5 separate regions of the Sus scrofa genome follow, and all the other regions are linked to region 1. The links are chromatin contacts, called in public Hi-C and HiChIP or PLAC-seq maps. All regions are on one chromosome and are shown on one strand. The core of a region is the stretch at or near the end of the contact, and the rest is flanking DNA. Distances in the headings are between cores, read along the strand shown.

Region 1 (5,773 bases), core at 3,167-5,666:
AAGGGATCCATTAACCCACTGTGCAGGGCCAGGGAGCAAACCTGAGTCCCGCTTGCAGAAACGCTGATGATCCCATCAGAAACTCCTTACCTCTTTTGGCTTTTTTTGGCCTAACCCACAACATGCAGAAGTTCCCGGGCCAGGGATCAAACCCATGCCACAGCAGTAACAACACCCAGTCCTTAACCCACTGAGCCACCAGGGAACGCCTCTTCATGCTTAACTTGATTGTGATTATTGGCAGGAATTGGAGAGATCCTCCCTTCCTGGGAAGGAGGGGATCTGTGGAAAAGGTGGGTCTAAAAGGAGCAGGGAGGAGTTCCCATTGTGGCTCAGCGGGTTAAGAACCCAACCAGTATCCATGAGGATGCAGGTTCAATCCCTGGCCCCACTCAGTGGGTTAAGGATCCCGCTTTGCCATGAGCTGTGGTGTAGGTCACAGATGCGGCCCACATCTGGTGTTGCTGTGGTGTAGGCCGGCAGCTGCGGCTTCAATTAGACCCCTAGCCTGAGAACTTCAATATGCCACAGGAGGGGTCCTAAAAATTAATTAATTAATTAATTAATTAAGCAGGGAAGGATGCTCAGAACCATGGAGAGGCCAATCCCTGACTGAGAGCTGATTTGGGAAATAGCTTGGAGACTCGGGCAGGAATCAGGAAGAAGCCTGTGGGATTCTTCTGTGAGCAGGCAAGCGTGGCCCTACCCACCTCTTCCCCAGGGAATTCAATTCTGATCTGGTCCAGAGTGGCTGAGTTCAGATCAAGGTTCCCAAGTGTGACAAGCTGAACCGTATCCCCAAAATTGATATGTCAAAGTCCTGACCCCCCAGAAGGTCAGAAAATGAAGGTATTTGGAAAGACGGTTTTTAAAGAGGTCATTTAGGTCGAGTGAGCTCATGAAGGTGGGCCCTATTCCAACATGAATGGTGAACTGATGGAGTTCCTGTCGTAGCACAGTGGTTAATGAATCTGACTAGGAACTACTAGGTTGCAGGTTCGATCCTACCCTTGCTCAGTGGGTTAAGGATCCGGCATTGCCTTGAGCTGTGGTGTAGGTCGCAGACGCGGCTCGGATCCCGCGTTTCTGTAGCTCTGGTGCAGGCCAGTGGCTACAGCTCCGATTGGACCCCTAGCCTGGAAACCTCCAGGGAGTGGCCCTAGAAAAGGCAAAAAGACAAAAAATTTTAAAAATAATGAATGGTGAACTGATAAGGCAAGATTAGGATGCAGACACACACAGAGGGAAGGTCGCATGAGGACAAGGAAAGAGCCTCCATCTACAAGCCAAGGAGCGAGGCCTCAGAGGCCCAGCCCCACCCCTGAGCTCAGACTCCAGCCTCCAGAACTATCTGCTGGTTAAACCACCCAGCTGTTGGTGCCTTGTTCTGGCTTCCCGAGCAGACTAAGGTACCAGGTAAACGGGTTCAGGCTGATCCCCCTGGAGAGAGCCTGGTTCCCTAGGCTGTCTTCACCCCCTCCTCCGTTTCCCCCCAGGACTGTCCAAATAAGAGAGCTGAGCCCACTCAGAACAGACCCCTCTCTGAGCCTCTGAGAATCAAGAAGAAGAGCTGAGGACAAATATGAGAAGATTCAGATTTTCTACTGAAAAATCTAAGGGGGTTATGGGGTGGTTAAAGGAGAGAAGGAAGAAAAAGAAATATTCATTAATGAAAATTTTTTTTAAAAAGGCACACTGATAGAGCCCTCGGCTTTTGATGATTTTGTCATTTTGAATAGCATCTTCAGTGATATCTGTCAACTTCTCCTCCAAGCTGCAATTTTCAATGTCATTCCAGGAGCCAGTGGGTTTCATGTTAAGCAGCCAACCCACCCACGTCTTTAGGAATTTAGCCCAGGTCTTTTCTGATTTTCCATTCCCTGTTCTAACAGCCAAGAGACAGGCTACTTTTACTCACTGCTTAGGTGGAAGAAGGCAATAAAAGGAGGTATCCTAGGAACATTCCAGAATCTTCCAAACAAATCTGTTCCATTGTCTTCCCTAAAAGCTGGACCCACTTTCTGAGAGCTGGGGAACACATTTTCTTGCCAGGCCAGCTTGTCCATCTCAGCTGAGTTCACACGTGCATTTGAACCTTATCAAATGACAATCTGCTAACCTGCAGAATAGGAAATTCCTAGATCAGCAAAACAGTTGCAAACTGGAAACACCAAGATGGAAGCAGCCTGTGTCGCTTGCCACCAGAGTTCCACGGCCACGTTGCAGCCCCGGTGTCCCTGCGCCTCCCACTGGCCAGTCCTTGGACTGTTCCAGAACTGGACACGGCCAGCACTGCAATGTGAACTGGCAAAGGGGCCCCATGTGCCCCTCAACCCCAGGTGGAGGCATCCATGACAGACTCGCCAGGCAGATTCCAGCCCCTGCAGCCCCTCCTGCAGCCACAACCTCGAAGGCCACAGATCGTCCTCACGAAGGTAACAGAGTGTTAAAAGTGACACTCTGGAGGCCAAGCTGCTTTCACTATGAAATCCCAAAGCAAGAAGTAGTCAGGGGAGATGGTCAAAGTCCTGCTGCCCTTGCCCTCCTCACCCCCCTGGAGAATATAACAAGTCAGCTCCTTGAGAGACAGGCTTCTGAAGAGAGGATTTTCTGAGAAGGGTATCTTTGGAGAAAGCTGTGCTTCCTGAAGGGCAGGTGGGGGCCGGCCTCTCACCTCAATCGCGTTGGGGGTTTCCCCAAAGTTGCTTGGAGAACTTTTCATGTGACTCCTTTTAGCTGAAAGGCAGAAAAGTCTGGGGCCTTTTCCCATCAAGGAAATAGGGGTGGGGGTCAGTGGGCTGAATAAAGGCCCAACTGAGGTCAAGTCTAATTCCTGGAACTTGTAAATGTGACTTTATTGGCAAGAGTCTTTGCAGGTGGGATTAAGCACCTTATTTGGAAAAAGAGTCTCTTATTTGGAAACAGAGATGGGTTTAAACGAAGACACTTGAGATGGGGAGTTATCCTGGATTTCCAGAGCCCTACATGCAATTGCACATATGCCCACTAGAGGGAGGCAGAGGGAGGTTTAACCACACAAGGAGGCGACGTCAAATGTCACCAGAGGGGATGGGGCCACAACCCAAGAAATGCTGGCAGCCACCAGAAGCGGGAGAGGCAACAAGATGAATCCCTCTAGAGCCTGTAGAGTGAGCTCAGCCCTCCTGACACTGGATTTCCGCCCAGTAAACTGATTTCAGCCTCCTGTCCTCCAAGGTGTGGAAGGGTACATTCTTTTCCTTTCAAGCTGTCACGTCTGTGGTCATTTGTAACAGCATCCACAGGGAACTAATTCACCTGCAGCATTCTGCTTGGGGGGTGGGGCCAGGAGCAAGCTGGGGTTGGGGTCACCCTGCATCCCGGAGTTTGTCAGGCAGAGTGATGTGTGAAGGTCAGAGCCAGATGTGGACCTCATGGAAGGGAGCCAGGATGACCTCGTCCCTATTTCTCATCTCTGCCTGGAGGGGCAGAGACTCCCCGCAGCAAGAAGAGGAGGGAAAAGCTGCAAGTGACCACCCAGAAGAGGGACACCTCAGGAGAAAGGTCAGCTTCAACCGCAGCAGGGTCCCACCGCACCCACTCAAGTAAGAGCTATGCTCTGCCTTCCTCTCACCCTGAACCCCAGCTCCCCACTCGGGGAGGAGTGGGAGGGGCCATCGGAGTCCAGCAGAGAAGCCCCCTTTCCCACGGAGGCTTCCAGCCCTAAGCAAGCTAAGCTGGAGCTGGGGTGAAGAATGGGATGTCAAATTTGAGGGTTTTGACTAATATCTTGGCCTGGATATTCAAATTCCAAATTGAGACTGTTTTCCATTTAAAGCGACCTTAGGACAGACTATTTCCTAAGAGGAGCAAAAAAGGCAGCGCCTGCCAGCGTTTTCATCCCAGGCCAGGAAACATTCATCTCGCTGAATCCATTTTAAAGGGGCAGCAGAAAAAAAAAAAAAAAAAAAAAAAACCTGAAGCTGCATTCCCCTGAGACCACGAGCCCGGCTTATTCAACACACTAGTTGCAAACGCTGGTGAAAACATCTCGGTGAAACGGAGAGTCGCCGAGTTCCTGTGAAAGGAAAAAATGCAAATTTGTTTTCAGTATCACTTTTAAGCTTCCTGAGTGGAGTCTTTGGCCCGGACTGACTCGCATTGACGTCATTCCCGAGTTGGCCATATCGGAGCAGCTGTTCGCTTCCTCCCTCGGCCTCAGCCCCTGGTGCAGAAAACACGCTGGTTTTGTTTCATGGAAGATTAAAAACATTTGCTGCTGCGTCCATAATTCACAACCCCTGCTATCACTGGGACCGGGAAGACTGGACAAGAGATGCTAGGTCCCCTTCTCCAAACCCAGGAGAAACCGACAGAGGGCCAGACACAGGATTACGCATCCGCAGGCACCCAGCCCAGACTCCAGCCCCCACACCCTTTCCCTTTCTCTTGGAACAGGAGGCAATGGATCTAACCACCGTTCAACACATGGTCATGTGAACGAAGCTGCTTTGCCCTCACAGCTTCAAGGGAGACGGGACCAGGCTGCACAGCCCTGGATAAACGCCCCTTGCCTCTGGCCTCACAGCAAAGGCTCAGCAAAGCCAAGGTGAAAAGCAAGCTCCCCGGCTCCTCGAAAGATTGTTGCGGGGGTGGGGTGCGGGTGTTGATGGTGGCAATGCTGACTGACATACGGCCTGCCCTGAACCTGAGGTGGGGATCCTGACTCTGCCTGGGACCTTCTGGTTCCTTCCTTCCGATGCCCAGGAAGGGACTCTGGGCAGGCAAAGTCCAGCTGACACATCTCCTGCTGTGCGGTTGGTTCTTCTCCAGAAATCCCTGGAGTCGGATCATTTGTCAAAGCTGGTAGATAATTCCACATCTTTTTTTTTTTTTTTTTTTTTTTTTTGTCCTTTTAGAGCTGCACCTAGAGCATATGGAAGTTCCCAGGCTAGGGGTCAAATTAGAGCTGCAGCTGCCGGCCTACACCACAGCCACAGCAACACAGGATCTGAGCCACCTCTGCGACCTACACCACAGCTCATGGCAATGCCGGATCCTTAACCCACTGAGCAAGGCTACGGATTGAACTGGCATCCTCATGGATACTAGTTGTGTTCATTACCACTGAGCCGCAATGGGAATCTATAATTCCGCATCTTTTTTAAATTTGTTTTCCCTTTTTACAGCTGCACCTATGGCATATGGAAGTTCCTGGACCAGGGGTCGCATTGGAACTGCAGCTGCCAGCCTATGCCACAGCCATAACAGATCTGAGACGCATCTGTGACCTAAGCCACAGCTTGCAGCAATGATGGATCCCTAACCCACTGAGCAAGGTGATTGTTTGAACCCACATCCTTAAAGAGACAACATTTGGTCCTTAATCCACTGAGGCACAACAGGAACTCCAATAATTCCACATCTTTCCATCGCGCTGCTCAGACACATCCCTTAAGTTACTGTTGTTTGGAGCCTCCATGAAAATGCAACAGAAGCAAGTAGATTCTTTACCCCTTTCATTTGTTGAGAGTGACCTTCCCTAACTAAGCCAGTGAGTTGGGCAAAGAGAAAAGATGTGAGAGAAAGAAGACCGGGTGCTGGGGGAGCGCTGGAGTGCCCATCACACCTCCCTGTGCTGTTCCAGTGCCCTCAGCAGAGACCTCAAAGAACACGGGTGTGCCCCAGAGGTAACCCCAGCTCCACAGTCCCTCTGGATGCAGAGCCAGCAAAGACCTGAGTTTGAATCCTCTGCCTCCATCACTTGTTCTGGACTCAGCGGTGTCTGTCTGAG
Region 2 (5,384 bases), core at 2,130-4,629, 290 kb before region 1:
CAAAATGTCTTACCTATGGGAATCTGTTCAGGTCTTTTTTTTTTTTTTCCCTTTTTCTTTTTCGGGCCACCCTCATGGCATATGGAAGTTCCCAGGCTAGGGGTTGAATCAGAGCTACAGCTGCCAGTCTATTGGTCTATACCACAGCCATAGCAAAGCCAGATCTGAGCTGCATCTGCCACCTATACCACAGAGATTTTTTAACCCACTGAGCAAGGTCTCATCCTGCCTTGCCTCCTGACTCTACCCTCTCAAGTTCAAAATCTCAGTGTGACTCTCAAGGCTTTCTCTCTCTCTCTCTACTCAACAGGTGACCAGGCGTAGTCGATTCTGCAGACTTAAAGCCAGTCTTCCCACCGTCTCTGACCAGGACCTTCACGACTTATCTCCCTGCCCAGGCCTGGCCTCCCTGATCCACCCCTCTTGCCAGCTCCACTTGAACACCTTCAATGACTTTGTGGTGTCTTGGACACATCCGGCTGCCTTAGCAGGCACATGGGACCTCCCGTGGCCTCAGACATCCCCACTGGTGGCCAGGCCCATCATAGTTGGGCTGGACACAGGGGCCTCCCCTCCATGCTCTGCACACATCAGAGCCCCCCAGGGCCCCTCAGGGCTCTTGCACTTCTGGCTGGACCACCCTGGCCCCCTCACTGTCAAACTCCTCATCCCGCCTTTAAACTCACAGCAAATGTCACTGCATTTGTGGAGACCCTCCCACACCCTCCCTAGGGGCCCACAGCTCCCTGCCCACACCCCACAACTTCCCCTCAGGTATAGAAGGCCCAGTGACCATGATCTCAACCCTGTGGGAGCCTCAGCACCCCATGGGCCGGGTTCACGCTGGGTGACCAAATGCCGTGTGGTACACAATTCATAAAATGAGAGAAGAAATGCTTTGGGGGCCTCTGAGCCCAGAGGCTGAGGAACCACATGAGAAGTGAGTGGCACTCTGCAGACGTGGCCCCTCCTTCCCTGTTTATGCTTCAAGATGGCCGAGAACCAGAGCAAGACCAGAAGCTGCAGGATGAAATGATGCTCTGGACCAGACTGGTGGTTTTGACCAGAGGCTGCAAATGAGGCCTGCGTTTGGCTTGATGTGCTCAGCTCACTAAAATGCAAGGCCTCCCGGAGAGGAAGACCTTGCCACCATTTGTAGGTGAGTTGCTGATGTGTGTTCATTACCAAGGCTGTTCTGGTCCAGGCCCTAGAGAGAGAAGAACGTCCCGATAAGCCTTGAGAGTCAAGCTAAGCAAGAGCAAAGCCAGGTGGGAAAAGGGAGGCACGGGCCCATTGGGTTCTGCAGCAACGCCCCTGGTGGGCGGAGCCCCATGGCCCTGGTGGGTGGAGGTTTCTCAAGACACACCCCACCCAGAGACTTTGGAAAAATCCAGGGCACAGAAGTCTCCTAAGGCAGGCTAGCAAAGCAGCGCATCATCAAGCAGGGAACACTGTGGTTTGCAGGCAAGACCGGAGGGGAACAGAGGATATGGAAACTTTCATGGACATGGAAGTGAGAATCAGGTGGGCCCAGCTCAGAGCAGTCATGAAAGAAACAGGCCCGGCCCGGCAGAAGAGGACAGATGGGCAGGGAGGAGAGGCTGCTCAGCGCTGCTGGGGAGGGAACATGCCAAAGCTTGTCTGGCCTAGTCAGGGATTCTGGGTGACACTGTTAGCAAATGACAGCTGACATGGAGGCGGCATCGCAGAGGTTAATGGATGACTCAGAGGCATTATTTATTATTGTTATTTTTGCCCCCGCTCATGTGGCTTATAGAAAGTGCTTTGTCAAGATTTGCAGGCCCAGCCATGTATAGATGATCTAAGACTGGTTCTTGGGGGGAACCCCTGTTGATGCAGCTGGAAAGCAGCCTGGGAGCAGGGGGGACTGAAAGATGGCTGAGGGGCACAGAACCAGGACGAAGAACGAGGCTCTGGACCCCTCCATACTAGGCGGGCAGCTCCAAGTCCACAGGCTTGAAGAAGACGGGTCAGGACAGGCTCTGCTGCCAGACTGCGGAAAAGCCATGAAAATTCTTCAAGGTGACCTGGCCCGGGTTGGCTTAACATAGCAGCCGGCCCAGTGGCACATTAATGAATTGCATTATCCCCGGAACATTTGCCAAGGGACTGATGTCTCCAGGATTCACTCAGGGTGATTGGTGACTGTATCAACTGAGAGGGTACAAATTCCAAGCCATCACCTAGCAAGTTCAGTATATGTGAAAAAGCTGGGCTGTTCTCCATAACGTGATGAACTACTCTAAGGAGAGCAAGACTGCGATTTTTTTTTTTTTCCCTTTGGATCTCTCTCTCCATCTAATCTGTCTATTGCTGAAGACAAGGTTGGGTCAGGCAAGGAAAGAAAGCACTTACCTGGATATGCATTGAATATAGACACAGAAGCTTTTGAGAATCTTAGAATGTTTTCTGTTATTTATGTGTTTGTCTCATTGTTTTTTTTTTTCTTTCTTCCTTTTTATTTATTTGTTGGTTGGTTTTTTGGTCTGGCCCATGGCATGCAGAAGTTTCCTGGCCAGGGATCGAACCTGAGCCACAGCAGTGACAACTCTACATCCTTAACCACTAGGCTGCTAGGGAACTCCCTCTTTCTTTCTTTTTAAAGAGCCTTCTTTTAGGTTTGGAAATCCCAAAGTGTGAGCAACCCTATTACGACTTGGATTTTGGCTTCTGAACACGCACGTTAATATGCGACTATATGCTCAAATGATTTTTGCGTGAAATTCACCCAGGCTTTCCAGGAACCAAGGAATCCAGCAGAGGGTTTCGTGAGAGCTTGCATGCAGGCCATGAATAAGACCATTGAGCAACTTTCTTGGGCTATAAATACCTCTGCGGCAAGCTTAAGAATTCAGTGAAATCCAGGGGGCACACGCATCTTTGAGGGGACAGACCCATGTGGAAGAGGGCCAAAGTCAAGACATGCTTTCCCTTGGGCACCATTTTTTTAGACTGCTTGTGGTGGGATTGGCCCGTGTCTCTCTGCCCACACAAACTCTCAGCTCCTAGCAGCTCTTCTGGAACATCTGGGACTTGCAGCAGCTGGGCAAGTGGAGTGGTCCAAAGGAAGAAGGGACTGGTGATGAAGAAGGGCCAGGCTGCCAAAACTCAACTGAGAAGATGGCCAGCATGACCCCCCCTCCTTCTTAAGGGCCGGAGTTCCTTCAGAATGAGCCAGATCCAAACAGGGCCCTCCCCGACCTGTAATGCACAGCTTAGCAGAGGGTCTTAGGGAAAACCGCAGTCCAGGCTGATGCTGCAGGGAAGTCCAGGGATCTTTCAGCCAAAGGGATTGGCTAGGGGTGAGGCTAGGCGGGAGCAGAGCTTGAGCTCATGGTACCAAAGGGACACAGCCTTAAGGACAGCACTTCCAATCACATGATAGCATGACAGGAAACAGTAAATGGAGAAACCAATGAGAAGGCCCAGGACACTTCTTTGGAAAAACCCAAGAAGGCCTTGAGCACCAGCCAGGATTCTACAAGGGCTATTCACATTTGGCTGGAGGCCGGCTCTAGGGAGAAGTCACAATCAAACACTCCCTGGATGTGTCTTCAGAGGAGTGATGCACACTTCTGAGCTCCTCTGGGGCCAAGCGAAGCCCCAAGGTCCCAAGGTCCCCAAGTAAACAGAAGACGGCCTCCCACACTCCTGGCGCTAACACGCAGGAAGCTGCTGGCCTCTGGCCCCTTATTGGCTGGGCCACACCTCTCATGACAGCCTTCTTGGCCTTACAGGCCCTAGTCATCCCAGCTGGGTTAAGAAAAGGTAACAGAGTAAGTGGAGAATTCAGGGCACTGGGCGGAGTTCAAAGATAGACTTCATCAGCGTAAGCAGCACTTTCCTGTTTTTAGGGCATATAATTACAATGTCTGCATTCAGCTTGGGATCCAGCTTCCTAGACTGACTCAGTCCACAGCAGCCCCTCCCTCCCTGTCCTTCTCCAGGACATGGATTGCCTTGAATCATTCTTAAATGTTTCCTGTATATACCACATTCTTTCCATTTTCCTAATCCTACGCTGTGCCTGGAACGAAACTCAGAGGCAAGGAAATAATGGCCCCTTCTTGTCCTCAAGGGGACTTACAGTCCAGTGAAAGAACAGGCATGCAGAGAATAACGTTACTGTGACAGCACAGAGGTGAGAGACCCAAGGCCGGCTTGGCTGGTAGGCTCCACAGGAGGAGAAATGGACCAAGATGTTACCCAGGCGACAGTAGGTGTGACTTGATACCTCACACCAGAAGTAGAAGCCAGGTGGAGAGTCACTGTGGAAAAGCACCTGGAAATCTAAAACCAGGGGAGCCTGAGTGGCCAGAAATGGAAAACTCAAGTGGGGGCGGCAGGGGCTGGTGTTGGTGGGGGGGTACACAAAGCAGAAATCAGGAAGCAGAGAGCTGAGACCAGTGAAGCGGAAGCTGGGGCTCTTGCCTAAAATTGCTACTACTCACAGCTTGGGGGGGGCGGGGGTGAGGCCAGGACTAAGCTTGTAGATGGGTCAGCTAGACTGCAAAGATCAGGGGCAGGATGACAAGAGATAGCAGATTTAGGAGATGATTAGGAGGCAACTGATTATGAGGCAGGAAGGAGAAGGAAGCATCTAAAATAATCCTGAGGTTCTAGCCTGGAGGCGGCCTGGCAAGGCGCCTGGTAACATAAACCAGCAGACTAGGGGAGGGGCAGGCTGGAGAAGGAAGGGGCTGGTCCCTCTGGGGCAAGTTGAGTGTCAAGGTTTTCACGGGGTGACCCAATAGACTGGTTAGGGAGTCACTGGAAATACAGCCTCTGTACCCCAGGATCCGGATCAAGACTGGAGACTGCATCTGGGGGTCATCCGCCAGGAGTGTAGACGGTCACCACAGAAGGTGATTGGCAGGTCCCAAGGCCAAAACATAGGGATCCTGCATGTCCCAAGAGCGGCTCTGAGTATGAGAGAGCCATGTATTGGGGAGGCGGGGTGGGTGCAGACGCTGAATCTCAGAGGCAGGGAAACAGGTGGAGGAGGGGACCTTGAGGCCATGAAGGTACCCTTCTTCAAAAACGAGCTTGATGGTGAAGGGAAGGCATGACATGGAGCAGTCATTTGAGAGGGGTTTTTTAGAGCAGGATGTCCTTGGCATGTTCCAAGGACATGGGAAAGGAGCCAACAAGTAGACAGCATTGAAAGTTCAAAATAGTGGAAATGATGGCAGGGAGCAGGAGGTCTGGGGGAGGGGCTGGCGAGGGGTCAGGTGGCAGAGCATCCTTTAAAGGGCCGCAACCCTTCATTTTCAGAGGCTGAGGGAGGGCTTGCAGGATGGATGAGAAGCTGGGCAAGGTGGTAGTGCCATCAAGCAATAAACACACCACTGCTCCTAGGACCG
Region 3 (5,767 bases), core at 2,728-5,227, 380 kb before region 1:
CCCAGGCAGCTATAACAAAATACCACAGAATGGGGCAGAGATTTCTTTCTTAGCGTTCTGGAGGCTGGAAGTAACAGATCAAGGTGCCAGCAGATTTGGTTCCTGGCTTGCAGATGGTCACCTTCTCATTGTGTCTTCACATGGCACAGAGAGAGAGGGGGAGAGAGGGGAGAGAGAGAAGAGAGGGAGAGAGAAAGAGAGAGAAAAGGAGAGAGGGAGGGACGGAGAGGCACTTTTGGGTTCCTCTTCCTCCGTCTTATGACACTAATCCTATCCTTGGGTCCTGACCCTCATGATCCCATCTAAACTAATCACCCTGCAACTGCATCACTTTGAGGGTTAGGGCTTGAACAGGTGAATGAGGAGGGGGTACACATTCAGTGCACAACTTCCAAACAGAATAGTATGTAACATGAACCAACACTGGGCCAGGCATTATCAGCACCCTCGGCCATGGTCATGATAAATATTCATTTACCACACTCGTGCGCCAGAACGTCAGTTCTGTTACTTTGGACACGAGCAACCGAGACTCACCTTTCTACTGAAAATCATGGCCTCCCGTTGTATTTAAATTAAAATAGAACCCGCTAACTTGGCTTCCAAGAACATGGGAAATGTAGGTTTATGACTTTTCCAACCCATCTCTCACCACTTTCCCATCTTTTCTCCCATGCGGTCTCATACTTTTTTCCCTTTTTAGAAGGTGCTCTATCTGGCTTGTAGCAATTGTTTCCTCTACCTGCACTCACACCCCAACTACCTTGTTACCCGCTAAGCCCTCCTCACCCATCCAATCCCAACTCAAGCATTGAACGTTCAGAGTTGGGACAGTGAGTGTCTTTACTGCGTGTGAAGAAATTGGTATTTGAGTTAGATGAAGGGACAAGCAGAACTTTACTGGATGGGCCAGTCGGTGGGTGCACAGAAGCAGCCTTAGAGACATGAAAAAATGACCCTTATGGCCCAAAGAGACAATTTTATATTTTAAAGGGTTCATAGGCAGTTAAACATTGGTTTTCTTACAAAGAGGAATCAAGTTAAAATATTTTAAAGACCTTTTCTGAGAAGGTAACTCCGAGGGCTTGTAAATAATGCAGGAATGGGGTTGAGACCTCCTGCCTCTCACTCCAGTAGAAGCTCAGGAAGCAGTTCATGTGATGCCTTTCTTAGCTATTTTCGCAGAGGAGTATCACACACAGGTCCCTCCCGCTCCCTCAGAATAATTTTTGACTATGTACTAAGTGTCCACAACACGGGCAGATGGCCATCTGGCGCCTAAGTTGGATGCACGTGTGCGTGCATGCGTGTGCGTGCACGCGTGCGTGTATGCGTACTTGCATGGATGGATATATTGTTCATTATGCGTGTACGTTCTTGCACAGGTGTGCATGTGCGCAGGCGTGTACGTGTGCTTGCATGGGCACGCGTGAATTGGAAGGGAGACTTGGCGGACACGGCAAGTGAGTGGTGTTCCCAAACATAGGCAATGCCTCAGCTCTGACGTTGACTCTGCCCCGCGGGGCTGGAGGGCATGACTGGTGCTATCTTAAGCCAGGATTCCCTTTCACCCACTGCAGACAGAGCATAAAAATATCTCCTGTGGGCATCTCTCCCCAAAGGGGGAGGCAGTTCCCTTTCAGGGGAAACAGTGTATTTAAATAAAAAGAAATCCCCTGGAGGAGGGGGTGGGGGTTAGACATCACCAAGCTTTCTTTCCCAGGGTATTTGGGCGGAAGAGCGCGCCAGGCTGCCTTTGGGAAACCAGGAGGGAGATGTGGCCATCACGCCTCCCTCTGCCTGGAGGGAGGGTGACAGGAGAGCCCTTGATATTCTGCTCTGGCCAAGTTGCCCATTCCTCTTGTGGGGCCAGCCCAGCACCGGGCTGCCCCTGGCTGAGGCCCCCCCACCCCGGCTCCGCTCTGCTTCCTGTCACAGCCACTGGGGCACCTTGTCCATTCCTCAAGCAGCCTTATTTTCAAGCCACCCAAAAATAACAACATTTGATACCAAGGCCTCTGAAGGCTTTGACTGGGGTCATGTTTCCAAATTCTTGACTCAAGTATTGTAAATGAAAGCTCTTTTTTTTTTTTCCAGTCAGGCTATTTTTTCCTTTTTTTTTTTTTCTCAAGATGTTGGGAGAACCCCAACCAAGGAATCAGTGCTTAATGGGTCACAGGGTATAAATAGTAGTGTTGAGAACGTAACACAAGGCTCTTTGTGCTATCATGGAACCGAACCTTTAAAAAAAAAAAAAAAGAGGAAAAAAGAAAAGAAAAAAAATCTTCCAAACAGACCAGTTAACATACCAGCCCAGGGCTCTGTGGGGGGGGGGGGGGGGCGCGCAACAAATTGCTGAGCACAAGCTGCGTTCTATATTTGTCCAGCCCAGCATTCCACCACTGACATCTATTTACAGCTTTGCCATGTACACAGGATCCCCTATTCATTAAACATGTGCTAAAAAAAAAAAAAGATTCTGTATGTATTTTTGTGCTGCTGATAGTTCATAGACATAAATTAAGGAAATAAAGTCAGCAGTGAAGTGTGAATGGGGAGACTAGGTTCACATCCCTAGCCCCTAACTCTGTAATGGTCATTTTACATGTTACTGTGCAGCAGTGTGCAAGCTCTTTTCATCCACAAAATGGGGACAAACATGCCTGTTCTCTAAGAGTTGGCTCTGAGTGACGGGCAATGCGGCTTTGATAATAAAGGGATAGCAGTTCCTGTCATGGCATAGTGGAAACAAATCTGACTAGGAACAGTGAGGTTGCAGGTTCGATCCCTGGCTTCACTCAGTGGGTTAAGGATCCAGCATTGCGGTGAGCTGTGGTGTGGGTTGAAGATGCGGCTCGGATCCCCCTTTGCTGTGGCTGTGGCCAGCAGCTGCAGATCCGACTAGACAGACCCCTAGCCTGGGAACCTCCATATGCTGAGGGTGCAGCCCTAAAAAAGCAAAAAAAGAAAAAAAAAAAAAGAAAGAAAATGAAGAGATAAGATCTCTGGGCTTCTTGGCTTGGAGGCACTCTTTAAATATGAAATATTATCCTAATTAAACGAAATTTTCATCCTGGGGGTCAGTTCTTTGATGAAGTTAAATGGGAAGATCCAAAGTATCTATTAATTTGCTATCAGTCATTGTATTTGGAGATCCTGAGGGATCCTAAAAATGGATGAATTATGACAGCCCCGACGGTATATTTCTGGGTGATTATGGCAAGCCTTGGGTGGTATTAAAAGAGTTGCCAATTTTTATGTGACAGTGAAATTCATAGGCTCTAACAGAAGTACTATTATACCAGGAGCAGGGAGCAGACTGAAGGGCATGTGACTTAGCAGCTGACAAGGGCAATAATTCTCAGAATTTTGTGGCTCAAAATGTGTGCTGGCTACTGAGAACTGGGATTTTAGAAATAGAAAGTTCAGGTTACAAGCCTACTGGGCAGAAACTCGAACTCCTGGTGCTGGCAACCTGCCCCGGGTACTCAGGGGTGGGCCAAGGTTCTGGCCATTCAGTGTCCTATGTTTAAATTCCGAGCCTATAAGCAAACAAAAAAAAAAAGTTGGAAGTGTTCCCTTACCTTTTGGAAACTGCAAAATAAAATCTCCTTTGGCTAAGAGCCTCTTTCTTTTGTGGGCTCTCCTACAGGGTTTCTTGGGCAAGATTTACCTCTGTGCTGCCATGACCCTAGCTCCCCACCAGTTGCTGGCATGTCTGTCTTCCGGTGGGAGATGGGGGGGTGGGGGTGGGGGGCAGGGATAACACTCTTGTTCAAATTGTTGGATTAACCAGAAAATTAGCAGGAAAACATGGCAGTGGAGGTCAAAGTGGGGTCCATGCTGCACTGTGGAGGTGTCTCAGAGATGAAGCTGCCTATTAACGGGGTTTAGTATTTCAGTAGCTAGTGTTTGAGTTGGGGTTGCTAGGAGAGAGAAGCAAAGAAGGGCACAGACAGCACTGTTTAGTCCTAGTGTTGGCTCAGGACATGGGTACAGGCACATTCTGATACCCAGGACCACATGCTGAGCACGTACTAAGGAGAGCAGGCGCACTAAACATTTTAAGTAGAGTATTTCATTCAATATGCAAAACTCCAAAAGCCCTTCAAGACCAGTGCTAGTCTTTTTTTTTTTTTTCTTCTTTTTTCTTTTTCTTTCTTTCTTTCTTTCTTTCTTTTTTTTTTTTTTTTAGGGCTGCACCCGAGGCATATGGAAGTTCCCAGGCTAGGAGGTCTAATATCTAATTGGAGATGCAGCCGCTGACCTACACCACAGGCACAGCAACACAGATCCTAGCCGCATCTGTGGCCTATGCTGTGCAGGGTCCTTAACCCACTGAGCGAGACCAGGGATGGAACCTGCATCCTCATGAATACTAGTCGGGTTCTTAACCCCCTGAGCCACAACAGGAACTCCAACTAATGCTAGTCTTTTGCAAGCGTAAAAATTCTGCTTAAAAAGAAGAAAATGACTTATTTGTGATTCGCAACTAATTGCATTGTGGAGACTGAATTTGAACACAGACTTTTTGATGCCCAAACCTGGGCGGTTAATAACTTTGCTATACTTCTTTCCTATTTTGCATGCCTCTCACCCTCAGCCGAGCCTCCAGGCTTCTGCAATGCATCTGGGACTCAGGGATGGCGAGAGTGGCGTGCGTGGGGGAAGTTAGGGGGAGTCAGAGAAGCTCAGGGATGAGAGATCACAATGTGTGCAGATCTAAGAACTGATCCTGGAGGACAGAGCTCCTGTCTCTCAACTCTACTCCCTGCGGTGATTGCCCTGCAGCCCCGTTGGACCTAAATCGGGAACATCTGAATGGCAGATGGAAGCCCCCGCCTCTGCCCCGAGCCTGTCTCTCCTCCATGCCTGGTGGATGGAGAAATGCTGCCTGGGCGCAGAGCTGTGACCTTGCACGTGAGATTTGAGTTTACTCTCCCTATATGCCATTTGCTCATGAACAGAAAAACTGCATTTCATGACATTTGGATACATGGAATAGCATTCAATGTCTCCTAATCAGTTAAGAGAAAAACTAGCCTATTTTCTTCTGTTCAGTTTGGTCCTGCAATTTAAAAGGCAAGTTCCCTGCATCTTAGCCTCCCAGAGTCTGCACTGCTTAGCATCCCCAGGCCGCTGTGACAACAGCCCTCGCCTCTTATATGTTGTACTTTGAGACAAACTTCTCACCCTGAGTCATGCCACTCTCTGCTCCTGCCAAGAATTCCTGGAGTCTTCTAAGGATCTCTGGAATTTTACTCTCTTTAATCCCAATTTAACACAGCATCTGTGAGTAAATACCCCATCGGGCTATTTTAAATGCTTTCATCAGATGTCTGGCTCACATTCTCTGTTTCTCATGCCTTCCCTGTAAACGAAGAGCTTTCCCAGGGCCCGGACTCCATCTCACCTCTTTCTGCCGAGACACCCAGCACCATACCTGGTGCACGTGAGTGTTCAAATAGCACACGTTGAATGAGGGCTTCAGCGGAGGAAGGAAAGAACACATGGTGCTTGTGAAGCACAAATATACTCAGAGATCCTTGGAGTAAGGGGTAGCATCCTGAGCCCCCAGCGCTCCCAGCTTCAGTTCTGCTCTGCCCTGCCTGGCCCCCAGGGTGGCCTGGCCATTTCCTGTCGGATGTGCTTAGTGTCACCTGTTACCATCCTTGCCTAACTCTGGGAGCTGGGAGGAGGGGGTCTTCTCTTTGCCCGGAGGTTGCCCCTTAACAGCAAGTCATTTTTATTCATTTCTCTGGGTATT
Region 4 (5,478 bases), core at 1,874-4,373, 270 kb before region 1:
TTTTCAGATGATTTTCCATTATAGGTTATTACAAGATATAATGCCCTATGCTATATTGTAAATCTTTGTTGGTTATCTATTTTATATATAGTGGTGTGTATCTGTTAATCCTAAACTCCTAATGTAACCCTTCCCCCATCCTTTCCCCTTTAGTAACTGTGAGATTGTTTTCTAGAGGCAATTATTTTTAATGCCATCCTGTGCAAAGGGGGTACTAAACACAGGTGTCTTAACACGACATTGCATCTCACGTTGCTGTGATGCATGATAAATGCATTTGCTGTTCTCAGAGTCACACATATTAGTCTGGGTCTTATCCTTACCTCCTCTCTCAGTAACAATATGAGAGGCTTAACTAAAGCAAAAGGAGTTTAAAAATGCTGTTTAGTATTAAATAGAACCTGCCCTCCCCCCCAAAAAAAAGGAAACTGAGGCATTGGGTAATCAAGGGAATGGTTGAAAGATCCAAGACTGAGTCAACGACTGAGTTATGACCCATTTTCCAGAATTCAGACATCTTCCAAAAGAAGAAAGCGCACAGAGGTAAGCTGGGTCTCAGGTGCGAATACAGATGGGTTCACTACTGGAAGCCACCAGCGCAGGGAGCCAGCCTGGAAGCGGACCTTGGTCTGCATCCACGACTCGGCCACCGCCAGAGCTGGTTTTTCCAGCCCCTTTCCTGCTCCCAGGTGGCAGAGCTAAAAATCAGGACACCAGCTCATTCTTTCAGTCCCCATTCCAAGCAAATCTCAGGTGGACTCTAGCTATGCTTTGTGAATTGCACCTGCCAGAGCTGCACAGCCAAGCAAGAGGAGGGAAATGCCTTAGTGGTTTCTGCACATAGACCAGACCAAGGGAGAAATTAACCTTAAGCTAGTGAACAACAAAAGTGTGCTTTGAGAAGTCAAATGAAGGAGGTGATGGTGGTTAGCGGACGGCCCTACACACCTTGTGTGTGTGTCTTGCTGAATCACTCTGTCCAAAGCTGGCAGGTGACAGACACAGGGTTACCTCCTGGATCGGTCTCTGGGGGTCCCTCCAGTTTCTGCGTCTCCAGACTGGGCAGTGCATGCAAGGTCTCCCCTGCTCACACCTGTTACTCATCCCAGCCACCTGATCTGAAGCGTCCTTGGGGACAGTGTTTTCACTCTGCCTGCTCTCTTGTGCTGGTGGATCGATGACAGTCAGCAAAGAACAAGCTGTGCCAGAGAAGAACGTCCTCTTCCTCTGGGCTGACTCAGCTTGGGACAGGAAGACCGGGGCATCTGGCATTTGGTGAAGCCCTTGATTGTCCCTTACGAAATATTAACCGAAATGGATTGGCGTTGGCCTCGTTCTGAGAAGGTCACCCAGGATGCGTTTGAAAGGAAGAGGCCCTGTGTCAACAAAGAGGAGTGATAAGCAGCCCGCCATTTCTCTGAACTGATGCGCCCGATGATCGTGTACCGCAGGCTCGGTTTTATATCTCTCCACAGATCAGTGTGCTTTTATGACAACCATCTCCATAGCAACCAGGTGTCCAGACACTAAATGGATCATGGGGATATGAAATCTCAGCCTGGGAAGGAAAGCCCACCCCGCCGCCCGACTGCCATTTCCGAGGCGCTGTTTTAGGATGAGGGCTGTTGGGTGGGTCCAGGGGACATGGGTGGCCTTCCCTAGGGCCCTGCTTAGCACAGGGACAGCCGGATGGCGGAGGAGCATTTTTTTGATTATGTTTACTAATGACCCAGAAGAAAGGGTAAATAACAGGTCATTGAGACACTGATGAAACCAAATGGGAAAGAGCTGCAAACACCAGAGAGACCAGAGAAATTATGTCAGTGGCAGTGGAGGAAAGAACCTGGGGAGGGTTATCCTGGGAACCCCGGAGTTAGTACTTCTGGGGGCCCGAGAGTCCCAAATGAGAAGGTGAACAATGCAGGGATTGTTTGGTGGGATCTGGGAGAGAAAGATGACAAGTAAGCTTAACACAGGGAAACATACCAGAACGGATAGTGAGGAGCTCAGGGAAGGGGCCGTCAGCCCAGGCTCCCCTGAGTGGTTGAGATGAATCCAGACAGCTGACCCTGGGAGGCTCAGAGGGAGGTGGTGGGGATGCAGCCCAGGATGCAGGGTGTCCACAGAGCAGCATCCTCAGGGCTGGAGGCAGCTGTGCCATGAGTCACACTGACTTCTCCCCAAAGGTGAGTCTCAACAGTCCTGCCATACCTGGAGCTTCTTTTGTTCAGCAATGATGTCCACATGCTGACAGTGCATGGAGGGCAGAGCGGGAAGGAAGGCACGGACAGATACAGTGGAACAAAAGGAGATGTAGTTGGGACCTCCGGGAAGAATTTTCCCGAGTGACATCTAAATAGGCTGCAAATGGCCCTTTGGAGGGAACTCCCATCCCTTGTCATAATCTAAACCAGGACCGGACTGGGAGGGGTGGCAACACATGGGTGTCAGGGGGAGGGCGGGGCCACCCCGCTTCTTTGTCTCGTCAGCCCATGACCCACGGGGTTGAGGCTTAAATGTGCCATTCGTCTACTGCACGAGGATCCTTGAATCCCCACACTAGGTGTGTCCATTGAAGAGAGTTCTGCCCTCTCCCAGGGGAAAGCTGGGGGTTAAATCTGTAACTGTCAGCCTGCCTGGCAACAAAATAAAAGGAAACCACATTCTTCATGAATGAAGGAAGGAGCAGGAGGAAGGTAGTCCCCCCCCACCTTCTCTTTTTTTTTTTAAACATGAGTAAGATCCTCAATATGTTTGAGATTATTTAGCAAATTCTCTGCAAGGGACCACAGGTCACTAGCCAACAGATCATGGATGTAGAGACCGCAGGCTTCTTCCGACCCTACCTCCCACCGTTGCCCCAGAGGTAGCAGGCTGGGCATCATGGGGGTCTCTGTTTAGTGAACTATTAATGATTTATCAAAGTCCAGACCCCTGCACCATCCGTCCAGTGCTCAGAATGTTATTAGAAAATCCTATTTCTGGTCTGTTATGAAACAGAGGTTTTGATGTGCTGCCAGGTTTATGGGGAATTCTGGAAACAGAACACTTGCTGCTCTGAGGAGCCGAGGCCAGTGGGTGTTACATAAAGCTTTCCTAGCAACTCAAGTTTATCAGAGAATGTGAGGCTGCAGTGGAAAAAAAGCCAACGAGTTAATGCAAAACATGAGCCAACCCACTATCCCCGCTTGCTCCGAGGCCAGCCAGCACATTCATGGGAGTGATTTTAACCCGCAGTGTCCCGGCAGGCCTGAGACTCCAGTTAGCTGCAGGTTCAGCACAAGAAAGCTGGGGCTGCTCAGAGCTGAAAGGCACCTTCTCACGGACCTCATGAAATGCCAAGCCGCCCTTGCCACCTCTGCACCCACAGCTTATTGAAATTCATACAAATGCATCTTCTTCGGCCTTCTCGGGGCTGCTCCCGCTTTCTCTGGGCACTGCAGAAATAAATGAGGGCAAGGTCACAACGCAGAATCCCTGCCAAGTTAAATGCATTGGATGGCGCGACTGTCCATCTGAAGTCAATGGGCGAGAATCTAATTTCCAAACCCCTGATCCAAAATGATGCAGCTCAGGATCGAATCCTTTTCTGGTGGTTGGCTGCCAACATTTGTTCAGTTTCTGAAAAGTCTATGTCCAATTGGTTGTTTTAAATCTCCCAGAGCTGGGAGGGTGGGGGTGGTTGGAGAGACCTGGGAACAGAAAACCACACAAAATCCCATTTCAAAGCTGCAAATCAGAGCCAATCGCCATCATGATCTGCTTACCCATGACAGTCTCAACTGCAGCGTTTTAGAGAGGAAAGGAAGCTTTCCCCACCCCTGAAGGTGAGTCCAACAAGCTGAGCAGGACTGGGCTGAGGGGCATGTGTCAAGAGAGAAAGTGGTTGAGTTGAAACTCAAGGGGCCCAACGAAAGTATTTGGAAAGCAGTGTCCCCTTTCACAAACCTGCCAGGGACTGGAGGGCCCTGTCTGTGATGCCACCAGACCCCAGCTCAGTGCCCACCTCCCCAAGTCAGTCCAGAGCACCATCACTCCATTTGGGCAGGAAAAGAATGATTTTGTGAAATCCCGGAGCCCCATCTGTATGATGACACTCGTCCAGTGGGAGGATGGCCTTTCCTGACATAAATGGGATCACTCCAAATCTAGAGAGTCTGTATCCCCAGGGCTTCTCTGCTGAAGAACGTGCAAGGGGCTGAAAAGTGTCAAAGCTACCTCTTTGCCTTAAAGCTGCAAAAGAAGCAAACCCCAAGACATCCTAGTTGAACTTGAACTTAAATTCACCTAGTAGAAGGTGAATTTCTATTTTAGGTAGTCCTTGAGAAGTCACCAGAAATCCAGAAAAGAATTTGCTCTGAGATGCCTCTTAAAAGATTTCATTCAAAGTGGACCAAAAAAAAGGAAAAAAGGTGGCAAATACTCAAAAGAGGGCCACTGACCGACCCAAGGAGAACAGAGGCGTCTAGCCACAGTCCATGTCCCAGTAGGTCTCTCTATGTCCATTAAACAATCAGAGGAGGGGAGCCTCCTCAGAAGCCCTCAAGCATCCCTGCCCCCTCCAGGTGGAGGCACCTCCTGCAGCCCTTGGACGCTGACGAGTGTCTGCTGGTGGAAAGCTGTCCGCACCCAGCACGGCCATAAATGAGTCCATTTCCATCGCCATGAGATCAATACTACTCATTTTTCTCTTGCTGGCTCCCGAGTGATTCATGAATCTGAAAACTAGTTCATGAATCAGAGTGAGGTGGGGGGGCGGGGGCCCATTTGTGCAGTCGGAGAACCTCCATTCCTTTCATGAACCCAGCCGTTAGTTGCATAATGCTTGCCTGCCTGCTGGTTGAAACCAGCCTTGGGGGAGGGGCGGGGGAGACGCTCTTGGCTTCTACTTACTCACCTGGTCTCCTGCTTGCAAGGAAAAGAGTGACCCTGGGTGCTGATTGCGTGTCCGTCTGTCTCAGTGGGTATCTCTGTACCCTTTGTTTGCGTGGCTGTGGGTGTGTGTGCAGGTGCTCGCACGTGTGCAATGGTCTTTGTGCACACATTTTGTGTGTGTGTGTGTGTGTGTGTGTGTGTGTGTGAACGAGCAACATATGACCGGCCTCGGGCCCTTTAAACCTGAATGGGAGCCAAATTCATTTCTCAGCGGAGCTTCATAAGGAAGCACAAGACGAGGCAGTTGGAAACCACAGCCCTGCGAGTGCTGATTACAGCCTGCTAAGGAAAATGAGATTTTTATCTCACAGGAATTCAGTTATAAAAATAAAATACAACGTCTGGCTTGATTCAGCGAAATGTACGAGCACCAGGGCATTTTTAATTTTGCAGGGATGCCGGACAAGGGGAATGACCTAAAACATTGCGTTTAAAGCGAGGCAGAGGCGCGGGGAGCGGCCACAGGAAGGAAGTGGGAGTGGAGGTGTGTGTGAGAGAGAGATGGAGGGAGCGAGGGAGGGCGGGAGGTGGAGAGAGAGGGAG
Region 5 (5,408 bases), core at 576-3,075, 330 kb before region 1:
AGTCCTGGCCTGGAAACCTCCATATGCCACAGATATGGCCTTAAAAAAACAAAAGACAAAAAAAAATTTTTTTTTTTAAGAACTGTGTCAAAAGAGCTGTGAAAGTACTTATATCCCTTGCTCTCGAAATTCTGCTTCTAGATAGCTGTCTTAGGAAAATAATCATAAGTATATTATCAAAAGTGATTTATAAATAAGTATGTTGGCTGAAGCATTATTTATAATATAGAAAAAGTTGGAAACAAAATCCATGTACAAAAATAAGAAAATGGTTAAATAAATCATAGTCCATCTATGTGACGAATGCTGTATACATATTTACAAATCATATTTTCAGAGATAGTTGTTGATAAAGGAAAATGCCCAGCATTGAAAAAGGCAGATTCACAATGAAATAGTCCACATAGTTATAATTTTAAATGTGTAAGTTTGTCTATGTATATGTATAGAAAATGGTTGAAAAGAACTACACCAAAATGTTAACTCATTATCTCTCGTGGCAGGATTATGAGGTTACAAGCGATTGTTTCTGGTTATTTACATTTTCTAGTATTTTAAGATTTTCCTACAGTGAGCCTGTATTACTTTTTAATGTCAGAAATATTAATTTTAAGGTTCTTATATTTATGTATATTCCTTTAAAATGATAGACTCTTTCTCCATAAGTCAGAAACCTGGACACCGAGGAGTTCTTACTATGGTGCAGTGGATTAGGAACCTGAGTGCAGTGGCTTGGGTCACTTCGAAGGCTCGGGTTCTATCCCTGGCCTGCTACATTTGGTTAAAAGAATCCAGCATTGCTGCAGCTTGGATTCAGTCACTGGCCTGGGAACTTCCATATGCCATGGGTGCAGCCATTGAAAAAAGAAGAAAAAGAAACGTGGACACCAAGTTTTGGCTTTAATGTAGTGAGCTGGAGAATTATGATTAAATACTATTTCATTGATGACTCAGTCAATGAACGAATATTTACAGAGCCCGTGTGAGTCACTCGACCAATGCTTATCTACCCCCTTTTATGTGCTGGCCATTGAATGCATGCCCAAAATGAAATCATGCCCATCTTGTCTGGACAATGATGGCAAGAAGATCCTGTTATGGGTACTCGTGAATGTCACATATCACTGAGGAATGAGACATGCCTAAAGGTTGGGCACATTTGCCCAAGCAAACTGCCAAGGAATCTAAGCCTTGCCCAAGTGTGTAAGACCCAGGCTCACCTGCTCGCCCAGCCTCACTGAAGCATGGGGCAAAGTTTTTGCAAGTTCCCATCATGATCTCCTGGATGCCTCATTTTCTGTTGTTTTGTCTCGGAAGGAAGTTCGGTTAGTCCAAGAGGCTTGGTTTGTTATACAGCTGTACAGCTCTGGACTTTCATAGCCTTCTCTTTAAGCGCTGACAACTTGATACTTTGATCAATGGTTGTTATATTTCTCTGTATGTTAGTTGGACAGGCTGATGATTTCCAAAGTCAATCCCTTCTCCTCTCCCTTTCTCTCTCCAGTTTACACATTTCTGTTTTCCAGTTGCTTTATCTACGTCTTCTAAGTATCTCAAAGTAGGAAAAAGCAGGGGCCCTGGAATTCTCCTGCCCAGTCCCTGAACAGTCGTCAGGGCTGGCTGTGCCCTTGCGTCACAGAGGACTGCTGTATGACGCCGGTGGCCTGTGTTCAGGACGTGTTGCCAAGGTCACTATAGTTTGTTAACGGGCAGCTGCCACTGGAAAGCATGCGCCTGACTGGCAACATTTCCCCACTGTTGCAGAGAGCCTCTGAGTGGCAGGGAGGCATCTAAGCAGGTGGTTTCTGCTGCAAAAGCCACCCGCCCTGGATGTGCCTTCTTCCCACTGTGGCCTTTCCCAGGCCTGGCATGTGGCTTTCCCAGACACTCAGAGAGGCCACGTGCCCATTCACATGGCAGCAGCGTGCCTGGTGATCACACTGCACATCCCAGGTCTTTACCTGTAAAGTGGCTGTTTTCCCAACCCTCCCTGCTCTTGGGAAAATGAGAGTCATTGGCAGAGATAAACATTTAAGCCTCGCTGGGAGATTTCCTGGCCCAGTGGGTTAAGAAGTGACTTTGGGATGGGGTGAAGGGGGAAGGAGTTCCCGTTGTGGCTCAGCTAGTTATGAAGCTGACTAGTACCCATAAGGATGCAGATTCGATCCCTGGCCTCACTCAGTGGGCTAAGGATGCCACATTGCTGTAGCCGAGGTGTAGGCTGGCAGCTGCAGCTCAGATTTGACCCCTAGCCTGGGCACTTCTATATGCTGCAGGTGCAGCCCTAAAAAGCAAAAATAAATAAATAAATAAAATGCCATCTCTATTTTTTGTGAGCTTCATGTTTTTAAAAACATGTGCTTAAACTTCTCAAGCCTCAGTTTCCTCACGGGAGGCAGGGGGCATGTTGCCCTCTGACCCCCTGCCTGGCTCATAGGAATCGCTCATTAAAGGGCAGCGCTGACAGATATTACACGTTCCATACATGACGAGGTTCCCACGTAAGGAGTGTGGGTGCGCGCAGGAGTCTGCCGTGTGCGAAAGGAGGGTGCAGTTGATGAGACTGACTTCCAGAGTTGCCGCAGTTCAACTTGTTTTTCCTTATGAAAATGCGAATGTGCCAACATCTCTTCTATATCACATGGGGAGGAGACTTAGCTTTTTCTTTCAGTTTTTCATCAGTTGAAAGAAAAGCTCTGGTGGCAGTGAGCCGTTGTGGAGGTCTGTCTGTGAGCTGGGCTGAAAGTACAAACCAGCGAGACAGTGAAATTTTGTGTGTTCCTTAAGTAAGCCCTCCTCCCGCTGCACTAGTAAGGTGATGTTCATTCCAACCTAGCCCCTCCATTCGTGTTTTGCTTTGTTTCTTCTCTTTCCAAGTAAAAGTATCTTTAACAATGGTTCAACTGTTCAGAAATAGAACAACTATGAGACGACTTTTAAAGGATATGAACTAATACTAATCACACAATATGTAATAATCACACATCTATATATGGCACCTATTAGCATGGCCACCGTGAAATCCCATCTCTCTTTGAGAAAGTAACCGTTCTAGAGAGTGGGGTTCTGGGCCATTGAGAGCTTGACGTTCAAAGCAAAAGAATGAGGAGTGAAGGAAGAAAAGGAAGGGAAAAGAAAGGAAAGGAAAGACATTTTGAGCAGAAAACTTTCTAACGTGTAATTCAGGAGTTCCCGTCGTGGCGCAGTGGAAACGAACGCGACTAGGAACCATGAGGTTGCAGGTTCCATCCCTAGCCTCGCTTGGTGGGTTAAGGATCTGGTGTTGCCCTGAGCTGTGGTGTAGGTCGCAGATCCCGCATTGCTGTAACTGTGGTGTAAGCTCGTCGCAACAGCTCCCATTAGACCCCTAGCCTGGGAACCTCCATATGATGCAGGTGCTGCCCCCCAAAAAGGCAATTCAACCTCTCCAGCTTTCTGAAAGAGTCTGGAGGCTTTATTTAACATCTTTTTTTCTTTTCTTGGTCCTGACATTGTCATAATGAGAACCCGTTCTGATATTATTGTATAATAAAGTCGTGTGCTTAGGCAGTGGAGGTAGATGGGTATATATGCAGACATACTAGGAGGCCCTACGTTACTGGGCCTTCTAGAATTCTTCTGTCTGCTTTTTACACTTTTCTATTTCCTCCCTTCTTTAGGGTGTCAGCAGTTACTTCTTGCTAATATGCCTGTCTATAGGAAACCCTCTCCCTACTTCTCATTTTCTATTTCTAAAGTACTCTGGGCATGAACTTGAGAAAATCACAATGATTAGGGCTGTGTGTACAATAAACATGACTACTTTTTGAGTCTGGGCCTAAGGGCCATTTCTCCTACGAGAAAAGTATATGTGTAAGAAAATTATTTCTCAAGTTTTGTTTTAATTTTTAGAATGTCTTGTTTCTAAACTGTTTTCTGGATAAGTGAGGTGATGCAAAAACTCAGTTCTGTGTAAATAGAAAACATAGAAAGTGTTAGCAACCTACCCACTAACCAGTTGTACCAGGTTGGTTATCAGTTAACCAAATGCTTATATTCAGATAATATATGTCTTCAGTGCCCTGAAGTTCTGAAAATTTTAATAGCTCTGTGGATTGAACTGACATGAGAGAAAAATATTTCAAGTCTCCTTCAGTCATTTTTATGCTCATAAAAGTATTCTCAATATATCCAAGGCAATTTTTGATCACAGAGAAATAATATCCTCAGAAATCTCAGGTGCCATCTCCCTACTGGAGACACTTTCTTCCTTTCCCGATTGGTTTACAAGATGCATTTCCATGGCTGGCCATTTCTGTTTAGGATTCTGTTGGTCAAAAACATAATCTAGACAGTGGCCATGGCTTCAGGCTTTCCTGGCAGAAAGTGTAGTGAGTACTCAAAGTCAGGGGTTAGGAGCAGTTAGTCACCAAACACCATCACATTCAACCGTGCGAAGCTCCTACTTTACCCCCCTGGCCTGTTCCTTCCTGTGTGGATTGGGACCCAGAGCAGATTGTGGCTGGCTGGCCTTCCAGAAAGATCCACGCACTGGTCCCTGGACCCCAGGAGGCCTCTGGTACCCTGACTGTTTATATTAGCTATCATGCACACAGCAGTCATGTGGTACCCTTTGCAGTCAGCAAGTTTATCTTGTGTTAAAATTTTACCAATAGAAACGAAGCAGTGTTTACCCCCGTTTGATGGCAAGTCATGTGCAAATAGCACCTGTGAACATTTTCAGCACACATGCTGGACCACCCCCCCTTTCCTATTTCCTGTTGCGACGCCTGTCGGTGGGAAAGCCAGAAATGGTCAAATCTTTGGCAAGTGTTAAAATATTCACCAGAAATGGTTCACAGTCACTGCTGTCAAGGTGCCTGGGAGTTCTCCTTGTCACCATCAGAGCACGTTCATCCATTGACTGTAGACATTCATCTGAACATCCACCGAAACTCAGCACCTAGCTGGAAACCCCGAATGCTGTTAACAGGTATTTCTGCCCAGTAACAAGAAGCCTCTATATTTAGAATTTTTTTTTTAATGTGTTAGAATTTAAAAGGATTTTAAAAATTGGAGTTCATCATACTTTCCAACCTCTTTATTTCATATTTGTGGATCAGTCACAGTGTGCTAAGCACTCTTCTAAGTGCTTTGAAACATGAACTCATTTAATTCTCATAATCACTTAGTAAGATAAGTACCATCACCCTAGTTTGCATTTATGTAAATGGAGGCACAAAGAGATGAAGTCGTGTGTCCAAGGCCACACTACTAGTAAGTGATGGAGCAAGCGAGTTGAACCCAGGACCCAAGTGGGGCAAGTGCAGAAACACCACACCATGCAGCCTACCCTGCTGACGCTGTCCTAGTGTGTAAACAAACTGAACCAAAGTGGATTTTAAAAAATATCTGCTGTATTAGCTTGT

The links. A called contact is a pair of places that touch in the nucleus more often than the background predicts. HiChIP or PLAC-seq counts read pairs in DNA pulled down with a chosen protein or histone mark.
Region 2: an H3K27ac HiChIP or PLAC-seq map of skeletal muscle shows a contact between it and region 1. The contact joins two enhancer-like sites. A contact is called at or near these places in 2 of 2 datasets of contacts at active chromatin or transcription factors (alveolar macrophages and skeletal muscle).
Region 3: a contact with region 1 is called in an H3K27ac HiChIP or PLAC-seq map of skeletal muscle. The contact joins two enhancer-like sites. A contact is called at or near these places in 2 of 2 datasets of contacts at active chromatin or transcription factors (alveolar macrophages and skeletal muscle).
Region 4: a Hi-C map of subcutaneous adipose tissue shows a contact between it and region 1, with 1.6 times the contacts expected there. The contact joins two enhancer-like sites. A contact is called at or near these places in 5 of 47 Hi-C or Micro-C datasets (embryonic fibroblasts, heart right ventricle, liver and 2 more) and 2 of 2 datasets of contacts at active chromatin or transcription factors (alveolar macrophages and skeletal muscle).
Region 5: an H3K27ac HiChIP or PLAC-seq map of skeletal muscle shows a contact between it and region 1. The contact joins two enhancer-like sites. A contact is called at or near these places in 2 of 2 datasets of contacts at active chromatin or transcription factors (alveolar macrophages and skeletal muscle).

Annotation. Positions count from the first base shown.
Region 1 is chr14:56,185,259-56,191,031 of Sscrofa11.1, reverse strand. LOC110256735 (a long non-coding RNA gene) reads right to left here. Exons shown (of 4, transcript XR_002338651.1): 2 at 3,957-4,057; 3 at 1,919-2,119. Among named protein-coding and RNA genes, the nearest start is that of TOMM20, 75 kb to the right of the region's middle. Within about 2 kb of position 4,416, at least 37 of the 83 cell types and tissues checked have an H3K27ac peak or open chromatin away from gene starts, as enhancers often do. A contact at or near this core is called in embryonic fibroblasts, liver, skeletal muscle and 1 more, where this site is marked.
Region 2 is chr14:56,474,401-56,479,784 of Sscrofa11.1, reverse strand. LOC102158473 (a long non-coding RNA gene) reads left to right here. Exons shown (of 7, transcript XR_002338950.1): 5 at 311-1,159. Among named protein-coding and RNA genes, the nearest start is that of IRF2BP2, 69 kb to the left of the region's middle. Within about 2 kb of position 3,379, at least 28 of the 83 cell types and tissues checked have an H3K27ac peak or open chromatin away from gene starts, as enhancers often do. A contact at or near this core is called in skeletal muscle, where this site is marked.
Region 3 is chr14:56,566,666-56,572,432 of Sscrofa11.1, reverse strand. No RefSeq gene overlaps it. Among named protein-coding and RNA genes, the nearest start is that of IRF2BP2, 24 kb to the right of the region's middle. Within about 2 kb of position 3,977, at least 6 of the 83 cell types and tissues checked have an H3K27ac peak or open chromatin away from gene starts, as enhancers often do. A contact at or near this core is called in skeletal muscle, where this site is marked.
Region 4 is chr14:56,453,091-56,458,568 of Sscrofa11.1, reverse strand. No RefSeq gene overlaps it. Among named protein-coding and RNA genes, the nearest start is that of IRF2BP2, 90 kb to the left of the region's middle. Within about 2 kb of position 3,123, at least 35 of the 83 cell types and tissues checked have an H3K27ac peak or open chromatin away from gene starts, as enhancers often do. A contact at or near this core is called in embryonic fibroblasts, liver and subcutaneous adipose tissue, where this site is marked.
Region 5 is chr14:56,513,283-56,518,690 of Sscrofa11.1, reverse strand. The region is part of intron 1 of LOC102158473 (a long non-coding RNA gene); the gene reads left to right. LOC110256878 (a long non-coding RNA gene) reads right to left here. Exons shown (of 3, transcript XR_002338951.1): 2 at 4,826-4,946; 3 at 2,305-2,739. Among named protein-coding and RNA genes, the nearest start is that of IRF2BP2, 30 kb to the left of the region's middle. Within about 2 kb of position 1,825, at least 10 of the 83 cell types and tissues checked have an H3K27ac peak or open chromatin away from gene starts, as enhancers often do. A contact at or near this core is called in skeletal muscle, where this site is marked.